Linked DNA regions of Mus musculus: region 2 is linked to region 1. A link is a contact called in public Hi-C data. All regions are on one chromosome and are shown on one strand. The core of a region is the stretch at or near the end of the contact, and the rest is flanking DNA. Distances in the headings are between cores, read along the strand shown. Region 1 holds the start of Cabp7 (calcium binding protein 7). Region 2 holds the start of Ap1b1 (adaptor protein complex AP-1, beta 1 subunit).

Evidence for each region. Hi-C and Micro-C count contacts between places; a contact is called where the count stands out from the background.
Region 2: a contact with region 1 is called in a Hi-C map of embryonic stem cells, with 2.0 times the contacts expected there. The contact joins the promoter of Ap1b1 here to the promoter of Cabp7 in region 1. A contact is called at or near these places in 2 of 39 promoter capture datasets (erythroid cells and hippocampal neurons), 9 of 484 Hi-C or Micro-C datasets (the G1E-ER4 cell line, embryonic stem cells and stem cell-derived germline stem cell-like cells), 3 of 115 datasets of contacts at active chromatin or transcription factors (embryonic stem cells and pancreatic cancer cells) and 1 of 9 other capture datasets (pancreatic islet).

Annotation. Positions count from the first base shown.
Region 1 is chr11:4,744,186-4,751,582 of GRCm38.p6, forward strand. Cabp7 (calcium binding protein 7) reads right to left here and starts at 2,994. Exons shown (of 5, transcript NM_138948.4): 1 at 2,434-2,994. The coding sequence starts at 2,542. Gm35102 (a long non-coding RNA gene) reads left to right here and starts at 1,641. Exons shown (of 4, transcript XR_003949631.1): 1 at 1,641-2,393; 2 at 3,133-3,300; 3 at 3,587-3,639; 4 at 3,744-7,329.
Region 2 is chr11:4,982,858-4,990,254 of GRCm38.p6, forward strand. It overlaps Ap1b1 (adaptor protein complex AP-1, beta 1 subunit), which reads left to right and starts at 3,967. Exons shown (of 21, transcript NM_007454.3): 1 at 3,967-4,194.

The DNA.
Region 1 (7,397 bases), core at 1,744-4,243:
CCCTGTGCTGAGTACTCCCACAGCATTCTCGGCCACCATCCGTCCAGGTGACAACAGTGCCATCCGTCCGGGTGACAACAGTGCCAATCCCCTTTTATTGATGGGGAAAGCAAGACTCTGAGAGGCGAACTCTGAGAGGGAGAGTCCAAGTTCACTCCCTGAGCCCAGGGTGTAGAGACTCGAACCCAGTACTGCCTGACTCTTCTCCTCTCACCCCCACATTCTACTCTTCCCTTGCTGCTTCTGGTCCTCCTCCCCCATGCAGACTGACCGCCCCCTGGATTTCTGCAGCAGGCAGCACGAGGTGTCTGCAGCATTTCACCCCAGGTCACCGACTCCCTTGTCTAGTCTATGGGCTGCTTCACTGATCCCTTCCAGCCAACAGGGCCTGGGTCTTACCCAGACTGCCCGGGGACAGGAAGAGTAGTGTGTACTGGAGAAGTTAAGGAACCAAAAGTGGCATCTGTATGAAGGACAGCCGCTCTGCACCCAGCCCTGGCATTCAAGACCCACTGCAGGGAGCCCAGAACCTGGTTTTCAGCCAAGGAGGGGTCTGGAGAACTTACTGCCTTAATGTGTAGATGCCCATAGGCATCTGCTGGCTCTGTGCCCTCCACCTGCCAGTCACAGGGATGGCCCTGTCCTTCAGGTGCCCCCTGCACCAGGGCCCCTCCTCTAGTCCAAAGGGGACCAGAGAGAAGCAGGGAGTGTATTTGATGTGATGGTGACTAACAGCACTGGGCTTCTGCCAGCATGACCACGGGATGGCTCGGAGGGAGCGTGGGCCTCCTTGCCCTTGCATTGCCCACCCTGGCGCTTCTCACCCCTGCACGACTGTCTCTCTCAGCTTCTCGATAGCCTGACTGGGGATCCAGTGAGACCTGGAGTCATGGGGCCAGGTTATGTGGGGGGTGCTGGGAGCAGGGGAAAGGAGGCTGGATCTCTCTGGGGAGACATGCCGCCTCTGTCCCAAGAGTGGAGAGAAAGGGGTGGATGGACGCTTCTGCGTGGCTCAGAATTAAAGGCAGTAAAGGAAAGGGAAACTGGCCTGCGCCCTGCACCCCTCCCGGGCCCCATCTCTTCCCCTCAACCTGGAGGAGGCTCTGCTTTGGTCCAGACAGGACAGGACCTGGGGTTTCCGGGGTATAGACTAAGCACACATCCTTCCATCTGTGCCTCCACTGTTGGGGCTGAGAGCCCCTCTGCGACTTTTCCTGCTTCTGAGTTCATGGGGGGTGTGGGAAGTGGGTGTCTGGTGGACTGTGGTGCAGTGAGCATGGCAGTTGCACCCTTTCTCTCTCTCTCCACTGTCTACTCGCCCAAAATTTGCCCCAGACCAGGCCTGGGCTGAGGACAGACTTCCCGAATGGCTTCCCCTGGGCTCCCACTAGTATCCTTTCCTATGTTGGTCACTCCAACTCACTCCTATGAGCCCAAGTGGGACCCCAAAGCTGAGACCCCTTGACTACAGAGACCGGAGACAGGCCCATCATCTGGGTAATCTCAACCCCTCCCCCAGCAGCCGACAAACACCCTAAGGGACCAAGACTCCCATCAGCTCAGAGTCTCCGACTCCACTCCATATGGGGCCTCAAGAGGCCTGGGGGGAGGGGAATCTTGAGCACACCCCCGCCCCCAATCTCAGCAGAGAAAAAGCTAGGAAGGCCCCAGGGGTCTCACTGCGCCCCAGGACACTCAATCCAGGAACCCCAGCCTCGGCCTGCTGCTCTGATCTTCAATAGCCAACTGCCTGCGTGCGGTCCCTATTCCCGAAAGGCACGGGGACTAGGGTCGGGGGGAGGTTTAGGTTCCGGCCTCTGCCTTTCCTTCCAGGCTTTTGCTATCGCGACCGAGCCTCCCAATCCGGCCACTTGTTGTCGCCAACGCCTCCCAGCTGCCTCGGCAGCGCACGGGTGGGGGGTCCCTCGCAGGGCCGCAGAAGGGGATGGGGGTAGCCCTGCACCCAGCAAGAGCGGGGCAGTCGCCCTCTCTCCCCTTCTCCCACTGCCGGAGCAGATTGGATTCTCAACGCGACACGAGCGGAATGTCAATAGGAGCGCAGAGCCACGGGCGGGCGCCGCGGAAGGGATCAGGATGCGGACGCTCCGGTGGCGGGCGCGGGGGGCAACAGCTCGGACTCTCCACTTCAGCCCCCGCCGCCTTGCCGCACCGTCACCGCCGGCCACGCGGCCCAGTGACCCCGCTGCGGGGCCCCGCAAGTTTCCGCAGCGCTGGGGGCCACGCGGGCAGGGGCCGGGCTGCTCCTGCGCCGCGGCGACCCCCACCGCGGCGCCCGGGGCCACCCGGCCGTCCCGCCTCCCGCGTAGCCGCTCATCCGAGTCGCGCAGCAGGGTCCCGGGCTCCCCGGGCCAGCGCGGCACCAGGGCGCACAGGTAGGAGGGCTCGTGGCAGGGGTCCCGGCAGGGCACTCACCCTCTAGCTCGTCCTCAGGGATATCCACCGGGCGCTGCTCCGACAGCAGGTTGGGCACGGTGTAGATGCCCCGGTACATCAACGCCGCCGTCACCGGGTGGAACGGCATCTTGGAGGCTCCGCGCCCGCCCGCCCGCCGCAAACTTTGAGGCCGGGGCTCATGGGCCGCCGGCGGCCCCGGGGGCGGCTGGAGCGGGCGGTGCGCGCGGTGCGGCGCGCAGTGGCGGCGGCGAGGCAATGGGCACCCGTCCGGGACCTAGCGCCCCTGCGCCCCGGGCTGTCGGGCCATGCCGCCGGCTCCTTCGTTGGGATCCCGGCCGGGGGCTCGCAGGGATGGCGGGGGCGGCGCCGCTCCGGCCTCTTGGCTCGGACCGCTGCGCGCTGCGCTCCCTCCGCGCGCTCCGCGTTGCTCGCCGCCCGCTCGTCCGCTCGCTGGTGCGGCTGCCCGACCCGCCGCTCCGGCTCCCGCCGCTGCCGCCACCGCCGCCGCCGCCACCGCCGCCGCCGCCACCGCCGCCGCCGCCGCCGCCTGCACTCCTCACTCGCTCGCTCGCTTGCTCTGTGCGGCGCTCGCCGCGCTCCCGCCTCCCCCGCCCGCCCCTCCCGCCCCCGCCCCTTCCCGCTGCCGGCCCCTGAGCGGCCACCCCAAGCCCTCCCGGGCGCCTTCTCTGGTTCTCCCCGACTCTGCTTTTCCCCCAGTCTGCTTCGGATTGCTGTCTCCCGCACCCCACGTTAGCAGCCAGCAGGACCCGGGTGGTGTGGACCAGGGGTGGAGCCGTTCCTTGTACCCCCTATCCCACCTGCCTCCACTAACCCTCCCCCAGCGAGAGCGGAGAGCTGAGAACTAACGACTAGAGACCCAGAAAGGTGAGGTTGCTCCAGGCGCGAGGGTCCTCAGGACCAGTAATCCTCAAGTTGGTGCCAGGAGAGGCTCCAAGGTGGGGAAACTGAGGCTTAGAAAAGGACATTGGCCAAGGTCACCAGGCAGGGCCAGCAGGCAGAGGCCAAGCACAGATCTGCAGGAGACTCCGCTGGCCTGTGGCTGACACCAGCAGTTGACTTGATCCCACAAAGGGCTGTTGTCCTGGCTCCTTCCTGAGCCCTTGCCTCTCAGTTTGCAGAGCAGGAGCCAAGGTCTGTCTCATGTCCCCAGGGGCCATGAGGAGGAGGCAGACGACCCAGAGCCTGTTGGTCACATGGCTGCAGGTTAGACCTTCCTCCGGTCCTTAGCATGTGTTCTATGGGGGTGGGGGTAGGTGTCTGGAGGGGGGGGCAGCATGTGCATGCGTTTCTCTTCATCTTTCGTTCAGGACACTGTGAAGATACGTTTTCAAACCCACTTGCAGATGAGAGTGTTTGAACTGTGCACGGCCACCTACATGTGAGCTGTGAGCTGGCAGCGAAGGGCAGAAGCCCGGAAGCAGGTGTGGGCAGGTGCGAAGGCCCTTGGGCTGGGAGTGCTATGCGTATCCGAGCACAGATGTGTGTGTCTCCGTGTACAATTATGGGATCTGGTGAGCCCCTGGCCTGGGTGGGCCTCAGCTGGCCTCAGTCTCATTCCTGGAACCCTCATCTGAACTATCTCCCTGCCCCCTTGGGTCCAATCAGCCAAAGGCCCCAGCAGGAAAGCTGATTGCCACAGCCTGGCCATGCCCTTCCCTGGCTGATTACATTTTTCTGCTTGTTTCTGCTTTTGTCGCTGATTAATCATAGCCCTGTCTTGGCGCCGGGAGAGAGGGGCTCAGTGAGAGACAACACCCCCAGCCACCCTGGGCCAAGGCAGGCCTGAACCTTTAGGACTTGTCTAGGGCTCTGGGTTTCTCATAGGCATGTGAAACCTGTAGAGAAGCCAGACAAACCCTGGCTCCCATCTGAATGTCTGTTCCAGGCTTCTGGCCAGTTGCTATCTATTCAGACCTATAGTTGGAGTCGTAAGAGCCCCTGAGAAGCACCCATCCCCAAAGCTCTTCTTGCGCACTTGAGCATCCATCAGGTCAGCTGGGTGCTTATGCTCCTTTAAGATTTCTGATAGAACAGAGCTGTGACGCAGGAAGAACTAGCCGCCAACCCAGCGAGCCCTGGGCTCTTGCATCTACCACCTTGTTTCAATGGGACCTTAGCCATACCCCTTAACCTCTCAGGGCCTCTATGTTATTTCCTGGGCAGAGGTGAGGATGAAGCGACTTAACATGGAAGGTGCCTGATGATGCGCCCTGAATCTCTTGGGAGTTTCCCATTAGTATGGGAATTCTTCCATGGGAATAAGAACAGTCACTGGGGGGTGTTGTAGGGGTGATCTGCAAGCACCTTACTTGCTAAGCCTTTCCAGACAGTTTGCTATTGGGCTAAGGGAGAGAGCTGGAGTCTGCTATCAGACTGGCAGGAAACACTCTCTCTTGGAGCGTTCTTGGGAGGCTTCCCTGAAGCCTAGCTGCCCAGCCAGGGAAATCTCAAAAGAAGGGGCAAAAAGAAATCAAGAACTAATCAAGTGGGAATCCTTCACAGACCAGGCCCTGGGAGTCTGCTGAAGGTACAGGTGTCCCTGGATTCAGGGGCTGCCCCCACCCCGGACATTAACCTTGGTCCGAATCCAAAGGGTCAAGGTGTCCAGTCATGTGACCAGGGTACTCCCCAGGGCAGGTAGCCTCCAGATCAAAGTGGCAGATAACGAAAGATAGCTTTAGTATCATAGTTTACCACACTCTCTAGGGTCATCTTTGACATTTCAGTCCCCTGGTGACTCAAAGCTGGTCCCTCTTCTCTCCCCTGAGGCAAAGCCACAGCCCAGGACACTAGCTATTGACACAGTGGGCCACCTCTTAACACTGTTTCTCACACTAGCAGCTATACCTGTTCTGCTTTGTCTGCTGACAGGGGACATAGAACATCCCTGGGCTATGCAAGCCACCTGCCTAGTCCCTCTCCTCAATGCCTTGCTCCCATTTACGGGTAGGGGCATGCCTGCTGAGGGAGCTGTAGGGACCAAATCCAGCTGCAGAGCCCTTTGAGGAAGAGCTGGAGTTGAGAACCCAGGCAGAGGCAGGAGGTCCTGAAACCAAGCTCTGGGACATGCTGGCCCTCACCCATCTTCTAGACTATGGAATCCTGGCTGCCTCTAGGAACCAGTCAACCTCCTCCACCCTCCAGTGCTGTGTATGACATTTAGTGTCCTCCCTGAGCCTCAGCTTACTTGTTTATTAAATGGGAGAGCATCTAAGTGCATGCGGGACAGTCAGGCTCTGTATGTCACACATGTGGGGTAGGGAACATGGTGGCTCTTTATCTCATCAAGCCAGGAGAAGTCTGCTGTGGAGTGAAGTGGTTCGAGATCACTCTTAGCTTTAGAAAGCGGGTTCTGTGGCTGCATCCCTCAGACCCACCATGTGTGGCATGGAGCTGGGCTGGGGTGGAAGAATAGGAACACCTGTGAAATGAATGAGAGTGAGTGACAGTCACCCACCTGGCCTGCGGCACAGCAGCCCTGTCCTCTCCACTGCACATCAGGGGAGCAGATGGCTCCATCACAAGGTGTGAATTATGTCTGTCGCTTCCCCCTTCTGGGGAAGGTGCTACTGCCATCACATGGCACTCCTTGGGTGCCCACCGGGAGAGACGCTTGGGTCCCAGGTGTTTCCAGGGATCTCAGGGACAGAGGTTTACCAAGCCCCGAAACTGACCCCTTCCTCCCAAGACCTGCAGGGTTCCCATCCTGCCTAAGACCAAGGTCCTACCTTCCCACTGCTGGAGGCCTCTCTTCTCAAGAGAATACTTCCAGATAGCGCATTCCCTGGCTGGACCTACCCGCTGATACCCGCTGCCTCTTGAACACCCACGTTCAGCACCAGGGAGAGCGCCCAGCAGAGCTCGGGCAGGCCCTGAGCTGACCCAAAGTGAGCTAGCAGAGCAAGACAATCCCAACCAGGGAGGAAGGCGAACTGAGGAGAAGGTAGGCAGGAAGGTCATGCCTGGGCCATGGGCCACAGTGTTGCCAGAGCCAAGAGGCCTGACTGGAGAGGAGCTAAGCGGCAGAGAGGCACAGGTTGGGGAAAAGAGGAGTCTTGGGACAGCAGAGGCTCTGGCCTCTGCTTCTTGGCTAGAGAACAAAATTGTTCAAAGAACCCAGCGGGGACAGTATCTGGAGGTGAATAAAATATTCATTGTCCAGGGACTCAGTTGATGAATAATGGAATTTATAAGCTTGCAGACTCAGACTGGGCCAGGAGAGGGTGCAGTCCGGAAACTATGGGCCCCTTTGCTCTCTCTGTCCCTGTCCTGTGCTGGGCATCCCTCTGAGCCTTCAGGTCCTGGCCCCTGAAGGCGATGGGACCAAGCATGTCAATATGAGCAGCCTCTGAGGGACATGGAGGGGGGGGCAGCCTTCAGTTCTCTTGCTCCTCTAGAAGCAATTTGAATATGGAAAAGACCCTGGAGATGCTGGGTTCAGGGTGAATACAGGCTGTCACTAGCTCTGTGCCCTGATGGTAGTGGCAACTGTCTTGGCCTTAGTATCCTGACTTGTGAAATAGGCCCATGCTGCCACGAAGATCTGCTGAGTAATGAAGGTAAGGGCTCCTGATGTCACTGTTGCTGGCTCTAGAACTCCTAAGCCTCTGACTCCCACGAGAGCCTAGGAGTGACCTCCCTTTCTTGTACTGAAGCAAGCTAAATGACAGAGAGATGTGACCACAAACAGGGAGACCCTTCTGACCCTCCGGGCAAGGCTAGTCACCAGTCTCCATAGAAACTTAGCCCACCAGACACACACTCAGGCACACAGCCCCTTATCCTGAGAAATGCTGCTTGCACTGGGCATACTCTGACTGGAGCCTCTAAGACGGCCGGGGTTGAGCCGGGCATGGTGGCGCATGCCTTTAATCCCAGCACTTGGGAGGCAGAGGCAGGCAGATTTCTGAGTTTGAGGCCAGCCTGGTCTACAAAGTGAGTTCCAGGACAGCCAGGGCTAC
Region 2 (7,397 bases), core at 2,717-5,216, 240 kb after region 1:
ACAGCCAGGGCTACTCAGAGAAATCCTGTCTCGAAAAACCAAAAAAAAAAAAAAAAAGAAAAGAAAAAAAGAAACTGTCCTACATGCCTGCCTACAGCTCCAGCTTATGGGGACACTTTCTCAACTGAGAGTCCCTCCTCTCAGATGGCTCCAGCTTGTGTCAAGTTGATGTACAACTTGCTGGCACATTGGGTTAGCTTTGTCTAAGGTGCTCCGAATGGTCAAATGCAGGGAGAAGGAAACTGGAACAGTGACTACCAGACTCTGAGGAGGGAAGGCAGTGGGAGGTGTTGGTCCTCGGCACACTGTTTCAGTCTGAGGTGAGGAACTGTCTCTGCAGTTGGATCTGGGCCAGGGCTGACAGTAGTGTACAAGTGCTCAGACACGGAGCACAGACAAGTCCTGCAGTGTGGGAGCTTATTGCTGTTCTTTGTGCCTGCTTTGGGTTTTGTTTTGTTTTTTTTCTGGAAATTGAATCCAAGGCCTTACACATGATAGACAGGTTCTTTGCTCTTTTTGAGTGACAGGGTCTTCCTAAATAGCCCAGGATGGACTTAAATTTGATATGTAGTATAGGCTGGCCTAGTCTGCCTTCTGAATGCTGGAAATATTCGTGTGCACCACTCACACATGGTGCCTTTAGAAATGGCACTCTTAGTGCTGGCTAGCTGTGTCTTAAGAGCTTTTCCTATCTAGATCTTCTTGATCTCTGTATAAAATAGGGTATTAGTCTCATTTTCCTGATGGGACATTGAGGCTCAAAGAGACTGAGTTACATGCTCATGCACACAGTGGCTGAGCAGAACAATATCAAAGCAAACAGTGGACCCTATTCAGCAGGAACATCAAGATATCAGCTACTGAACGTGAATGCTGAGGCTTTATCTCTAGGAGGGATCTTTCAAGGAGACTTAGTAATCCTGTTTTCTAGGTTGAGGACAGAGCTCCCATACCTAGGGATTTGGAGCCTGGGTGGACATTTTCATTCTCTCTCTCTCTCTCTCTCTCTCTCTCTCTCTCTCTCTCTCTCTCTCCCCCTCTCGTACTGGAGATTGAAACTAGGGCTTTGAGCATGCTAGACTAACACGGTTCCACTGAGCTCTATATTTCCAGATCTAGCGTGGGCCTTTTCAATTGTGGAATAGAAACTGGTCCAGCCTAGGGAACTGGAGCAAGGAGAGAGCTCTGAGAGGCAGCCTGTGGCAGGAGAGCCTGAAGAGCTGGACAGAATTTTGCTCCCGTCAACACCAGCAATGGTGTATTGGATGGAGGGAGCCCCAGAGGCCTCCTGGCCCCTCTACTCTGCCAGCTGTGCCCCATAAGATGAGGGTCAGAAGGATATGAAGCTGTCCGCCTCTGCAGGTCGGGGGTGGGGTGGGGTGGGGGGGCGCTGGTGTTGTCAGTGAGGTCCTTAACATAGTCACTTTGTGACAACTTTTAGGGATTTAAAGGATTAAAAGCAGTAAGCAGAGACTGGGATGGCAGATTCATAACCATATAGAAAGAAAAGTCTAGAAACGTGGACTAGAAGGACGTTTGCAAGGCCCGTGCTGAAAATAAGATTAAAGAGGATGGTGGCTAATGACACTTGTGGGCCCTCTAGTGGACACAGAAGTGAAGAACACTGTTTAATTTGTCCAAATTAAGTCTATCTTGCTATCTACCAGGAATTTGGTACCAGGACCAAAATCCCTGAAGGTCCAAGGTCCTGATATTGAAATACGATATTTTCATAGTGCCTAAATGTATCCTTCTCTATACTTTAAGATGTTGCTGAATGACGTATATAATATGTAACGCGGAGTAGATACTATATAAAGAGCAGATATACTGAAGGCTGGGGACATGGTTCAGTTAGTTAGCTCTAACTATCAAGTGCTCGCTTACTCTCAGGGAACCTATTATACAGTGGCCTCTCTCGAGGGAATGGAGGGTCTAGCAGGGAGAAAAGCTGGCTGAGACCCTTTATAAGGAGCAGGCAGGGGCGCAGACTTGGGCTGAGGAAGTTCATGCAGTTTAGGGGCTATGTGCAGGTTTGTGGTCTCCCTTTCCTGGAATTGTCTGCTTCAAGTAAGACAGATAATCTTGGGAAACAGGCTGTCTCTTCAACATTCTTCTCTGGGCTAAGCAAGGTCAGCTGTAATCTCATACAAATCCTGTTTTTAAAACCAAGACACTTTATCAAAAATATTTTACCAATGACAATTTCCGGGTGTTACTATTATCCTGTGTCACCATTGAGGGAAGCGGGGTGAAGGGTAAATGGTATTCTTTTTGTTGTTGTTTTGTTTGTCTTTGAGACATTGAGACAAGGTTTCACTGTTGTAACTTTGGGAATTTTCTATGCAGACCAGGATGGCTTTGAGCACACAGAAATCTACTTGACTCTGCTTCCCAAGTACTGGAATTACTGGCATGCACCACCAAGCCTAACCTTTGCCCTGGATGTCCTGAAATTCTGTCTGTAAACCAGGCTGGTCTCAAACTTTGGAATCCATCTGGGATTAAAGGTGTATGCCATCACTACTTGGCAAGATTTATTTATTTTATTTTATGTTCATATGTGCATGTACCTGTGCTTGCATGGTCAGAAGAGGGTTTTAGATCCTCTTGGACTATAGTCACAGATGCCATGAGCTGCCATGTGGGTGCTGTGAGCTGCCATGTGGGTTCTGGGAATGAACCCCTGTTATCTGGAAGAGCAGCCAGTGTTTTTAACTGCTGAACCATCTCTTCACCCCAGCATCTGGAATTCTATTTTGTCTATTTTATCAATTTGCCATAACTATTTTATCAATTTGTCATAATTATATTATGACAAAACTTTAAAGAATGTAAAAACAGCTGGGTGTGGTTGTGCACACCTTTAAACCCAACACTGTGAGACAGAGGCAGGCAGACTTCTGCTTGGTTTTTCAGTTTCCAGGTCAGCCAAGGTGACAGCGATTCAGTTGTTAGAGTGCTTGCATAGGATGTAAAAGCTCTGAGTTAGATCCCAGCACTACATAGACCAGGCATGATAGTACATCACTGTGAGCTCAACAATGGGGCTGGCTTGGGTTACACAGCAAGAGCTTGTCTCAAATCAATAACACACAAATAATAAAATAAAAAGGCAGACATATTACATCTAGGAGGATAACCAAGTGTTAAAAAACGATTTTCTCAGGAGCCTACGTGTTTTGGTTTTGCCTTTTTTCCTTACTAATATATTTCTTTTTTTTTTAAAAAGAATTATTTATTTTGTGTGTATGAGTACAACACTGTCGCTGTCTTCAGACACACTAGAAGAAGGCATGGGATCCCATTACAGATGGTTGTAAGCCACAGTGTGGTTGCTGGGAACTGAACTCAGGTCCTCTGGAAGACCAGCCAGTGTTCTTAATCACTGAGCCATCTCTCCAGCCCCCACTAATATATTTCTTTTTTTCTGCAATGCAGATATTATTGGTTTAATAAAAATGCTAGAATAGAAGTTTTATAATGTTTTAAAGGGGATGAACACAAGTTATCTATTAGAAAGAGAAAATTAATAGGACCAAAGTCAGGAATGAAATGGCTGTATCAGTTGAGGTCTCACTGTGAAGTATCCCTTGGATAAGAAGTCTTGGACGTAGCTTATGTTTTCCTTTTAGAACAATGAATTTTCCAAGGGCAGCAGAAAAAGTCTCGTTTTAGCCTAGCAGACAGGCGCAGTCCAGCAGCTGATCAGATTTGTAGCTCCGACTTTCCCTTTTCCTAAGACAACGTTGGCCTCAGTCTTCCCATCTGTAACTCAGAAAGAGATGAACTTTAAAGTCTTCCAAGACCCTTTCGATTCCATGGTGTTTGAGAGGGAGCCTGGCCAGGGATTCTGAGCAAGGGTATCCCAGCCTGAACTTAGCCGCTTGGCCCGCCCAGGCCCTCAATTCTCATAAAAGCCGGCTCTGCTAAGGCCCCGCCCTTCCCACACAGGCCCCGCCCAACAGGTCCCCAGCCCCTCCCGCCAGGTTGCACCCTCGACCCCGCCCCCGGGGTGTGCGTCCACCGGAAGTTCCGCGCACGGGCCTCTTACTTCCGCTCGGCAGGTGACAGCCGTGGAGCTTGGAGCCGCCGGCTGCTGCGACGCACCGGAGGAGAGGGAGGCGGAGGCTGCGGACATTTTGCTGCTGAAGCGAGCCGAGCCGCGGCACCCGGAGCCGTTTGGATTTGTGGGTGAGGAAAAAGGCAGCCCGGCGAGATAGGAAAACAAACAAACCCGAAGGGGTCCGAGGAGTGGGGGGGGTCTGCGAGGTCAGAGGTCACGGAGAGGACGCTGCGCTGGAGGGTTGCGAGCCGCGAGAGGGCGAAGGTGAAAGGCCTGCGTGCTCATTCATTCCCGACGGCTTGGCGGCCCGGCGTCAAGCCGTCCGTCATTTCAGGTCCGCAGTCCGGTTCGGAGAGACTCCTGCACTTAGGCCTCCCCTGCGCCCTGCTTGTCCCTTCCCACTCCTCGGCCAACCTCAGGCCTCCTCGTTCAGGGCCTTATCTCTTAGCCGCCGCCCCCCCAAAACGGGGCAAACATCTAGAAATGGCCTTCTGCCACCCGCCCCTCGTCCTTTGGATCCTCAGGGACACGTTGACAGAATGGGAGCACTTGTCTTAGTTCTAACACCACAAGAATGTCTTGTCACTGGTTCTCCAGCCCTTCCTGACTTCGAACCTCTGTGCTAAGCACTTTGTGTACTGAGCTCACAGCTGCCTCTGTAAGGTAGCTACTGTTGCTTTCCCCCTCTCACTCGCGAGGACACCGAGGCACGGGAGGTTAAATGACACACGGAAGGTCATTCGAGTAGTAGAGGCAAAATCAGGCTTCCTATGTAGGTCTCCAGAGACCTTCAAAGCTCGGGGAGAAAGGCACCTGGAGCTGGCTTGGGGTCTAGAAGTGACTTGATATATTGTCGCCAATATATTGTGTGAGTTGGTGTCAGGATGCAGCCTTCTCACCTGTCGTCTGATCCGATGTTTAGGAGGAGCTGTTGATACACTTTCAACTTAGGAGGCTGTTCGGCCAGGTTGTTTTTGTCAGTGTTTTGGCTCTCAGGTCTTCCTGCCTATTGGGCTATTCTTGGAATTGATATCCAGACAACCCCTTCATCCCGTTTGCACTTTATTCGTTTTGCAGTAAAGAGGGGAACAACGGGGCCCCTTGGGGGATCTTTTGGTCCTAGGTTCTAGGGGAACAGGCCCACAGGATGGCCTTTGGCCTGTCATGGTGCCTGGGATGACTGGTCTGCGTGGGAGATGGGAAGGCGACTTGGTACCTGGGGTGTGAGCCTCTTTTCCTTTAGAGACATTTTGTTGCTCCTTCCTTATACCTTAGTTTCCCTGACAGCAACACAAGAGAGACTTACTATCTTCCTACTTCCTCTTGAGTGCAAGGAACTGAAATGAGCCTGTGAAAGTTTCCTTGCTCTTTTGGAAAAAAGTAGTAAGTAAAAATGTTACATTAATTGCCTTTTTTTTTTCCAGTCTCACTCTGTCCCAGTCTGGCCAGGATATCTCATGTGTCTTGAATTCATAGCAGCCCTTTTGCCTTAGACTCCCAAGTTCTAGGATTGATTACAGAGCTGAACCACCACACCCAGCTAGCTCCTCTGTCTGTCTGTCTGTCTGTCTGTCATGAGCTCTGTGATGTTTTTCTAGTCCCATTGGATTCACAGAAACTTAATAATGTCACCTTATCCCTATCCTTCCAAGGGATAATTGAAGATAAAGCAACTTGTAGGGGCATAAACAGAGGTCTGCGTCTTAGGAACTGTCAAGAGGGCTTTGCTAGTCCCCAAGAATCAGACCTTCCGTGTCTCTGTAGAGATCATCTGATGAGTGTGGGTTGACTGGAAGCTTCACACCGAGTAGTCTGAAGGGCTCAGAGGTCCAGAGGAATGAGCACTCACTCCCTGCCAGTCAGCTCCTGGCTCTAGCCCCAGGTCAGCAGCTTCCCAGTTGTGTGACCTGGATAACTCAACTTCAGCAGGGTTTCTATCCTAATAAAATATGTAGATACGGTGGTAGAGCACTTCCCCAGCGTTTGCAAGGCTGGTTTCTATTCCCAGCACCAAGAAAAATAAGGGTTTTGGGGAGACGTGGTGGTCCATGCCTGCAGCCCCAGTCAGCACTCATAAAGCTGAGCTGGGAGGAGGCCCGCGTGATCTGCATGGTAAGTACCAGCCATGGCTACATAAAAAGACCTTGTCTCAGAATGGTCCTAAGAAAGCACTGCTGAGCACCTCCATCCAGTGTCTGAGGTGTTGGGTGAGGATATCTTGCAGAGCACATTACTGTTGACCCTGAGCCATGGTACCTGCTGGGTCCTGTGTCTGAGGAAGGCTGTCTGCCCTGTAAGGTTCCTTATTGCTTCCTTCTCCGACTAGACCTTTAAATACTAAGGACCTCTCCCGCTCATCTCACTTCTCTTCCTAAAAGTAGTTGAGAACAGTTTGTTGTGAGTCTAGCTTGGCCTGGGTTGGACTTTCATCTTCTGCATATCTGACTGCTCACTTCCCCCCACTCTGGCACCCGAGCCTGCAGTGCTGACAGGAAGCAGGCATGGTTTATAGTTGATGTGCTTCAGATGGCTGAGGGGTACTTGTCCCTTGAAGGCACTTCTGTTTCTCAACAGGTCTTTTTTCCTAAGATATGCTGCTGAGATTATCACAATCAGAAGAGCTAGCTTGGTGGTGCTGGTGGTGCTGGTGGTGCTGGTGGTGCTGGTGGTGCTGCTGCTGCTGCTGCTGCTGCCCCCCCCTCTTCCTCCTCCTCTTCCTCCTCCTCCTCCTCCTCCTCCTTCTTCTTCTGATATTTATCACTTTACAGAGAGGAAAAAATACTCTAGGGAGAAAATTGGAGAAATTAAAAAAAAAATTCACCAGGTTTGGTGGCACATGACTTTAATTTATTTTAATCCCAGCATTTGGGAGGCAGAGGCAAGCAGATCTGTGAGCTTGCAACCAGCTTAGTCTACAGAGTAAGTTCTAGGACAGTCAGGGCTGCACAGAGAAACCCACCTTGGAACTCTGTCAGTGGTTCCTCCTTGCCCTCAGCTGGAGCTGACTTTAGTGTAGCATCCAAGCCCTTCTAGGCTTAGCTTCTACCTGGCTCTTCATCTTCAGCTTCTCACTCTACTCTTTGACCTTCCATTCGCACTCAGATGTGCCACCTTTGCAAGCCGCACCTGTGCTTGTCTTCGCTCTGTGCTCTTCTGTCTGTGCACAGCCCACACCTGCTGCTCTTGCCCGGCTCCTTTGCTAGACTGCCCCCTGGGGAGTTCTGAGCTGGCTGCTCCTCTAGGGTCCTGTGGCAGTGATCACAGTGAATGTAGTTGTCTGCTTAGTTGGCTACCTTCTTAGTAAAGATCTCTTAGTCCTTTGCAAGCACTT